2 separate regions of the Oryzias latipes genome follow, and region 1 is linked to region 2. The links are chromatin contacts, called in public Hi-C maps. All regions are on one chromosome and are shown on one strand. The core of a region is the stretch at or near the end of the contact, and the rest is flanking DNA. Distances in the headings are between cores, read along the strand shown.

What was found. A called contact is a pair of places that touch in the nucleus more often than the background predicts.
Region 1: a contact with region 2 is called in a Hi-C map of gastrula embryo, with 1.6 times the contacts expected there. The contact joins the enhancer-like site here to the promoter of vav2 in region 2. A contact is called at or near these places in 3 of 5 Hi-C or Micro-C datasets (embryo, fibroblasts and gastrula embryo).

What each region holds. Positions count from the first base shown.
Region 1 is chr12:23,164,666-23,168,736 of ASM223467v1, forward strand. All of the region lies in intron 2 of vav2 (guanine nucleotide exchange factor VAV2), which reads left to right. Among protein-coding and RNA genes, the nearest start is that of vav2, 120 kb to the left of the region's middle. Within about 2 kb of position 1,531, at least 3 of the 8 cell types and tissues checked have an H3K27ac peak or open chromatin away from gene starts, as enhancers often do. A contact at or near this core is called in gastrula embryo, where this site is marked.
Region 2 is chr12:23,046,785-23,051,216 of ASM223467v1, forward strand. vav2 (guanine nucleotide exchange factor VAV2) reads left to right here and starts at 2,340. Exons shown (of 30, transcript XM_020707823.2): 1 at 2,340-3,530. The coding sequence starts at 3,201.

The DNA of each region.
Region 1 (4,071 bases), core at 281-2,780, 120 kb after region 2:
GAAGTTTAGAGTGGGGGGACGGGATTGGAGGCGGGCAGGCCGGAGCCTAAAGCAGAGAGAAAGTTCTGTTTGAGAAACAGAAACAGCAATGGCGAGTTGTGTGTCTGTCATTCCTGCATCAGAAGCAAAAGGACAGAATGGAGTGACAGGCATCTTAGTGGCGTTTTATCCTCTGGATAAAATGTGCCCTATCTAATGAGACCACACATATGCATGCAGGCAAATGCATAAAATGAAGTCCGCATGTATGGGCCTGCATGTTAAACAACTAAACAATCACATGGCTGTATGCACATAACCAATATGGTCACAAAAATGACTGTTAGCTACCAAATTTTATTTACGCTCAACTTTTGTTGTCCCTTGTGTGCCTCATTCATCACATTTATGCAGCTTGGCTTTTTTCATCTAGTTATACCACACGTCCACATCCAGAATCTGTCAGTCATGGTTGTAGAAGATGGAGATGAAAATTCTCCCAGCAGAGGAGGTCTGCAAAATAGCTAATTTCCACCTGTCCTCGAGACACAGATCTCTGACATTTCTGATTGACCTCCGTTTGCCGAATCAATCAGTTGTGAGTTTCCCAGAGCTTTGTCACTGACTGCTTTGCCTTGCAGGCTCTGGTGCCACGTTTATGAAGACCATCACTTAAATGCTGATCAGATTTTGCACCTCTGGCGGTTGGGGATTATCTCTGAGTGCGTGACTGTGAATGTATTCACTCGGCCTCTTTATTTGCCGGCATGTGTAATTTGCGAGGTTCCTGGTGGCTGAGAATGAATAGATATTTCTGAGGCGATAACCTCAGGCTTACCCAACACATAGTGGCTGCATTTGTTTTGCTTCACTTTTATTTTCTGTCTTGGAGATAGGGGACCATTGTGTGTGGAAAACTATGAATTGGAGATCAATGACACACTATAATTTTCAGCCCCAAGAAAAAGGTCCACATAGATTTATATGCTTTGTTGCTGTCAGTAATAATACGGTTAATGTGTATTTTTCAAGCTTGTCAACAAGACTTGTGCTTTTTTAAGAATGTATTAAATGTTACAAGATGAAATTTAAATTGCCAGATTTTTAAACTTAATCTTTATGTGGATGCATATTTTCTTAATCATAATGCAGCAATATTAGTTTTTTTTCTCTCCAAAGAATAGATGTGTAATGATTTTCAAAGATACATAAATCAAGGTTTGGAATGTCTTTTAACCCTGTTTTTCCTGTACATTAGCCTCAACGTTCTCACTGCATCCCGGTGTCCTCTTTTTGTGTGAACACACTTTGCATGGCCTAGTTTTGCCTAGGAAAACTGCAGAAGAACCTCAGGTGTACATAAAGGGATGACCTCACTTGGGGCTTGTCCTTGTCATGGAACAAGAGCAGAGTTCAGTGTCTCTCAGTCTGCTGCCTCCAGGGGAATACGCCAGCATGGGCTGAGCTGTAGGATCCGCCGTGCCCTTTCTGGCCTAAAACTGTGACGGGCCTCTCTCATTCTGTTGTCACAGAAGCCCCCGGTGAGCCATGGTTACCCCTCGTGTGCTACATGTTGTCTGTTGACAGCTGGATACTAATGGCAGGCCTCACACGGGGGACAACAAATACGCATTGTGCAAAGTCTGTTGTAAATTAAATAAAAAAGAGGTTCTAACTGTACTATGAGGAGGCCACAAACTTTGTCCTAATTTAAAACAGGTTTCTGTGTATTTCTTTGGTCATAATTTGAAAGTAATATTGACAAACTTTTCTATTTTCACAAATAGAAAACTTTTCACAACTTTTTTGGTATTTCAAACTGTTACATTTTCACAGAAATGAAGGTAAAACTGAACTTTTTCTTTTTTCTTTTTATTTAAATGAAATTTAAATTAATCTGAATCGTGAATTAGGAGCAGACAAAAAAAGGCTGTTTGAAAAAGATTGATCTAAACTTAATTGATGCATAAATGCAACAGTGATAGTACCTGGCCAGGCCACAAACTCCCTGCTCTTCTCCATTCAGATGCATCCACTTATAGACAACTAGATCTGTGTACGTCTTTGTTTGAGTTGGCATTTGGCTCAAAACTGTACGGCTGGATAGCTCTGATATTATTTGCCATTTATGTTAGCTAATGTTAGGTTAGGGGTTTGAGGGGCCGTAAGCTAGCAGGATAGTGTGTCACACATGGATCGGGACAGGGATGCTGTGCAACTCAGATGAATTTCTAATAAACTACTGCTGCTCTGCAGAAACTATGTCCAAGTAAATGACAGTTTTTTTTAATTTTGACTTATCATAATTAAAAGACCATTGGGAACACTTTTACAATAGATCAAAAAATGATTGGAGTAGGGCTTTTAAACCTTTTTCTGAGATCTGCTAGAGTAATCTTGTTCTGGAATTTCCTTATTTAAAAAAATATTTTTTTAAATATTATTTAAGTATGTTGCAGGAATGCCACTTCCTTCAAATCTGGTGAGTTGTAGCACTTTTGACCAAAAACAAGCTCCATTCCGTTTGTGAGGGCGGTTAGAAAATGCTCTGCAGCACTTTTTTCTGCAGCCTGCGTGAAATGGATCCAGAGCGGCGCTGCCTCCTGTCTGCTGTTTGGTCTTGTGTTGATTCAGGATTAACACATAAATGACCATCTAAATGAGCTGTAATAGCGGAATAATCTCTGTGACCTATTAGAGAAATGCAGTAATAAAACAAACAGGCACACACAGTTCTTTAAACACTGAGTGCATCTGTAAACACAGCACACTCTTAATTGATTTGCGAGGTTTGTTTGCTTTGTCGCACGCTCACTTAAAGGGAGAGTGTTGAAACGGACCTTTCTATGCAATACCATGGTGGGTTTTGTTTTCAGATGAATACAGAAATACAACAGATTCCACTCTGGCGACAAAAGTGTTTCACCAAAACACTTAAAGAGATTATGTTGATCGCACTCAGAGCGAAACCCTGCAGTGAAATAAAGCTGCAGCCCTTTTTAGCCAATCACAGAGATAATGGAGATAATGGAGAATATTACAGGAGGCAATGCCATTCCAATTGCCATCTTCTATTAAACAGCAAATTTGTAGTCATAAATGCAGGAGATACATGATACATTTTTGTTAGGTTTTGCAGGGATGAAAATGATTTTTTTTTTTAATTGTCTTTGCTTTACAAGCCAGTGTAACTGTTAATCCCTTGTTTTGTCACTTGAAGTAACATTCAAAATAACTTTATTTAGGATTGCAGTTGTTGTTCTCCCTTTAATTGCAGGGTTTTAATTAGTCCCAACTTCAAATGTCCCTTAGTTTGCTTTTATCCAGTTCAATCAAGCTCTGGCTCTGCTTCACAAACAAACATTTACACACAAAACCCCGATGGTGAATCTGTTTCCAAAAGCAAAGCCTTTTCGTGCTGGTAACTGTATCGATTGAGCAGGGCACACTGGGTGAGGCCAATATTTTTCCAGCTCAACATTATGGTCACCCAGGGTCTCATTTTCTCTTTTTTATGACCTGAGATATGATACTCTGTCAGCGATAGCCACCCTTATCCCCTCTGTCTGATGGAGGGCCTGTGCAGAGGATAAACACTCAACAAAACATGCCTGAGGCTTGCCTGCAAGCCCTACTGGAGAGAATATCAGGTATGTCACTGTCATAAAGAAATGTTCTCACCAAACCGCTCTCTGGTGACATTCAAAAGTGTGCAGATGATGTAGGACATCATCTGCACACTTGTCAGAAAAAGTATTTCTGTCTCATTAATTGAAGTTGTCGTCCAACACAACGTTAGATCTTCATGTTTTTCAGATCTTAGTCACCATAGAAACCCGGGATGGGTGCCAGCCATTGCACCATAGAGTCTGAAGTCTCTGTCTAGTGAAATGATCACTTTATTAATTACTCAGCTGTTGATGCTGCACAGCTGCTTGTCTTCTACACCGCATTAGTAAATGCAAGCTGGCTGGATCTGTAGCAAAGTGGGTCTACTATGTGGACTGTCTGCTTTCAGCCTGTCCCGTTTGCCTGCATGAAGCGAATCTGGGTGTCAGATGATGTTGTAGTTGGACAGAGAGAGCAAGAGGA
Region 2 (4,432 bases), core at 1,090-3,589:
GTTTCTGAGGGTGTGTTTTGAAAATGGACTTGGAACACAAAACGTTTTTTTAAGCATACACATAAATGTTCAATTCTTTCTGCTTTCATATTAAGGTTGGGTATGAGTTTAAAGTGTATGAGAGTAATGTCCGCATGTATTGCTGCTTATTCTCAACAAATTAAGGTGTTTAAATGAATAACACTGAACTACGTGTATCAAATAACCATTTCCTGAGTTTAAGTAAATATTGCAGAAAAGGATTACAAAAGCAGGATGTTTATTCCTTTGATTAAAATGGTCAGCTTTGCTGACATTTAGGATGGCTTTGTCTTTGTCCTGCTCTCACCGTAGGAAATGTATTTATTAGAGAGTAAAAGATCTTCAATTAACTAAAGATGTAGGCCACTTTGGATGTAAGAATGTTGGTTGCTCTGTTTGAGTTATCAGCATCTGGCTGCTGATAAAGAGGAACAATTCTCGTGTCTAATGTGTTTTTTTTAGTCCCTCAGATCTGGTGTTTACATTGAAGTTACCTGATTGATCCATAGATTTGGTTAAATTTTTATTCATGTATTCATCTCATCTTCTGTACCTGCTGAATCCCTTTCCGGGTCACGGGGTTGCTGGAGCCAGCTACTGTTGGGTGAAAGGGGGTACCCCCTGAACAGGTAGCCAGTATGCTGCAGGGCCACACACTTGGGCTATGTCCGAATGAACTCACTACTCCCTAGAGTGGTGCCTATAAAGTGCAGAATTATCTAGTGCCTTGCAATGTAATTAGGTTAAATGCCTACTACTTTTTTAAATGGCAAATATGAGTGGAAAACTCATATATATGATCAGATTTAACAAAGACTATTTATGACTCTACTGTGTTTTGATGAAGAAAACTTGGATGGTTTATAAATAATAAATAACTTTTTTTTTAAATGACACATCGTTCAAGCCCTATGCATTGTGGTATATATTTGCAGATCTAATAAGCATCAATGCACAGTGTTTTATTTTTGCTAAGACTTCTGGGAAATTCCCAAGGCACTGAATTTTTGTATTGTGGATTTGGACGCCCTGAATAAATGTGGACACAACCACACTTACACTCACACTAAGGGGGAATTTTGTGAAATCAGTGCCTCAAATCAAGCCTAATTTTGAACTCTGGAAATTCTCTCTGAAACTGGATTTCCCATCACATACATACAGGGAGAACATACAAACTCCACACAGGAAGGTTCAAACCAGGGCCTTCTCAGTGTGAGGAGAGAGTGTTAACCACTGCTCCACGGTGCATCACTGTTTTTAAACTTACACTTTGCCTTTCAATATAATCAATGATTAAGCCACATTTTAAAATGACAGTAAATAGTGACAGTAGTTTGAATGTTGTCACACAACTCTAGTAGTTCATTAAATCATGGACAGTATTTTATCAGAATCAACTTGATTACAAAGGTGAAGAGGTGGATAGAAGATCCAAAGATTTTACTCAAAAAGGAGTAGCTTTAATTCAAAATATTGTTCAAACAAAAGTCAAATATAGCCATCCAAATATTTCATTGAACAGGACAATAAAAACAGCTTGTGAAATATAACCACTGAAGTATTTGATAGTTTAAAGACATCTGGGTTTTAGATAAAAATTTAAAACTTTTATATCCTAAAATAAATCATTGATTTACCTAAAAAAAAAGGAGCATCCTTTTTCACAATCCTTTTGGCAACAACAAAGCTCTTACCGATTTGTAGTATAAATTAGAAAAACAAAATTTTGTAACTTTTTCCTATGTTTAATATTTTGTTTTTCCCTACAGTATGACACAAACCACCAGGTTTGCTGAAGAGTTCATGTAGTTATTTTCAAAGCTAAATCTTAGTATCAATGTCTATAGGTATAAATGTTTATACTTGATGCCTTTATTTAAGAGACACTATTTTGCTGTTCCTAGAATAATTTGCAAATGTAATAAAAAATAATAAAAACAGTTCATCGTAATTGAGTAATTGTAGTTTTTTACATAAAAATATACTCAATTAAATTTAATAAGCATAGTGAAGTTAAATTACTATCAAGAGTACTTTATACAAATATGTACTTCTTGTAACTTCTTATTTATTTCCACTGAAGACTGATTGTTACATTTGTTTTCTATATTTTAGTTAAAGGCTTTGTTTATCTCACAAGCCTTTATAATTTAATATGTCTTAGATATTTTGGTGACCGGTGTGAGCTCAAACCCCACAAAAAAAGAATTATGATCCAAATAAAACAAAACAAACCAAAACAAACGCAGGGAGCCTGCTGAATGCCTTTCAGCCAATAGAGGGCGCTACCCCGATGCTCAATTGTCCAGCTCCAACCCAAACTACTCCCTGAAACTCCCATTTCTTGGAGCGAATGTGGACACTTTAGTAAAGTGCAGACACGCTGTTCGATTTGTAACTACGTGGGAGAGAACCGGCAGCTCCACAGCTCCTCAGTCGGGTCCGAACCTGAAGCGTGGATGAGTAAAATACGGACAGAGCGGGATTTGGACCGCGGAACATCTCCGTGCACAAGGGAACCTCGGAGCCAGAAGGAGAACGGAAGAGGGGGGAAACCCTCACAACAGCCCCGCTCCGTGCAGCCGCGTGCGCACAGGCGCGAGGCAAAGTAGCGTTGACGTGACGTTCAGCGGGACAAACGCGGACTCCTGTGGTCTCCTGAACCCCTTACCGAAGCCTAGGCGCCACACCGGAGCGTGTGTTTTGTTTTTTTAAATAAAGAAAGGACACACGGTATCGTGAGAGTGCTCTTCAGTTTAGCGTTCTTAATTCAAAATTTTCCTCTCGGAATTAACTGGAACTTGTCGTTTTGCGTAGACGAAACTTGACATGCAAATTGTGTAGGAGACTCTTGGCTTTGTTCAGCTCCTAACAAGTCTTGGACCGTTTTTTCTCCTCACTAGTACTGACTGTTGTTTGATGTGAGTAGAGAAGTCGACATTGTTTTAAGGAAGAAAAAAAACCCTGCTTCCAGCTGTTTGCATGATTTGTCTCCATCCAGTCGTCGTTGATAGAATTTGCTGGAAAAAAGTTTTGAGAATGAAGAGAAGAAAAACGCTGCTTTAGAGCGGAGTCGTGTCTTTGCCGCGAGCACAGCAGAGCTGAACATGCGCGCGCAGAGGGCTCACCGCAGCTGTTAACACGCAAAGTTGGGAACTTTGCGGCGCAGATAGTGAATGATCAAGACTTCCGGTGAGACACCGAGCGTCGTTCCTGCTGGTGCGCCCTGCCTGACCCGCTGCTTTCCAGAGACTCGGGTTTGCCTTCGAGGAGATCCAGCCCCCCCTCTCCCCGGAGCAGAGATGGAGGAGTGGAGGCAGTGCGGGCGGTGGTTGATAGACTGCAAGGTGCTGCCCCCCAACCACCGGGTCGTGTGGCCCTCAGCGGCCGTCTTCGACTTGGCACAGGCTCTGAGAGACGGGGTGCTTCTGTGCCAGATGTTGCACAACCTCTCTCCCGGGTCAGTGGACCTGAAGGAGATCAATTTCAGACCCCAGATGTCACAGGTGAGTTGGAGCTCAGAAATGATCATCCCCAGCCAGGCGCATGGCTTGTTCTACCTGCACCTCTCAGTCACACCTCACTGCTTCATTCTGATTCTATTTATTTACAGTTTTTGGGGGACATTTCTTTGGACAGCTTGAGCTTTCCCCCAAAACTCTAATTTAAGAAAGGTGTGGACCTGGTTTAGACTCCTGTAGGTAAAAGAAGAGGAGAAAGGAGGTGTTTTCTGAAACCTCAGAGCGGATGGTTACCTTTTTCTCCTTATTATTTCTCATTTTGAATGTCTTACCTGATGCTATGTTCACAGCGGGCAGTGCATATTTAGCATATGGACAAGCAGGGAGAGGCCTCTTCATCTTTTTCGTTTGCTACTGTTTACTAGTGCACATCCACCACCTACAGTTGGTGAGAAACGTTGAAGCGGTGCAAACTGAGCAAATCTTGCTCCAGGCCTTTTCTTTCTTCTAATATATGAGAAACTTTGTGTTAAATAACTCCGCCCAGGTGCAATTATGAATTTCTCCTCCATGATCAATTTTTAAGCGGTTGGCACTTCCATAAATTAAGAGGGACGTTTGACCTGGTTTAACTCTCAACACGCGTTCAGTGGCCACAAGGTGTTATGTAGCCCAAAAACTGACTTAAAAAATGTACGTAGCTATGCGTAAACGCGAGAGTTGTGTATGCGGAAGCCCAAAACACGCATTTGTACGTGTTTACGTAGACCTTTCACTGGAAGTGAACCTCTAAATTGTCATTAGGTCTGAATGTGAGTGTGTGTAGTTGTGTTGACCTGCAACAGTCTGGCAATCTGTTTGTTCTGTGTGTATCCCCGCCTTCACCCACCAATAGCTGGGTTGGCTCCAGCATCTCAGTGAGTCCTACAGGGATTCTGTGATTTCTG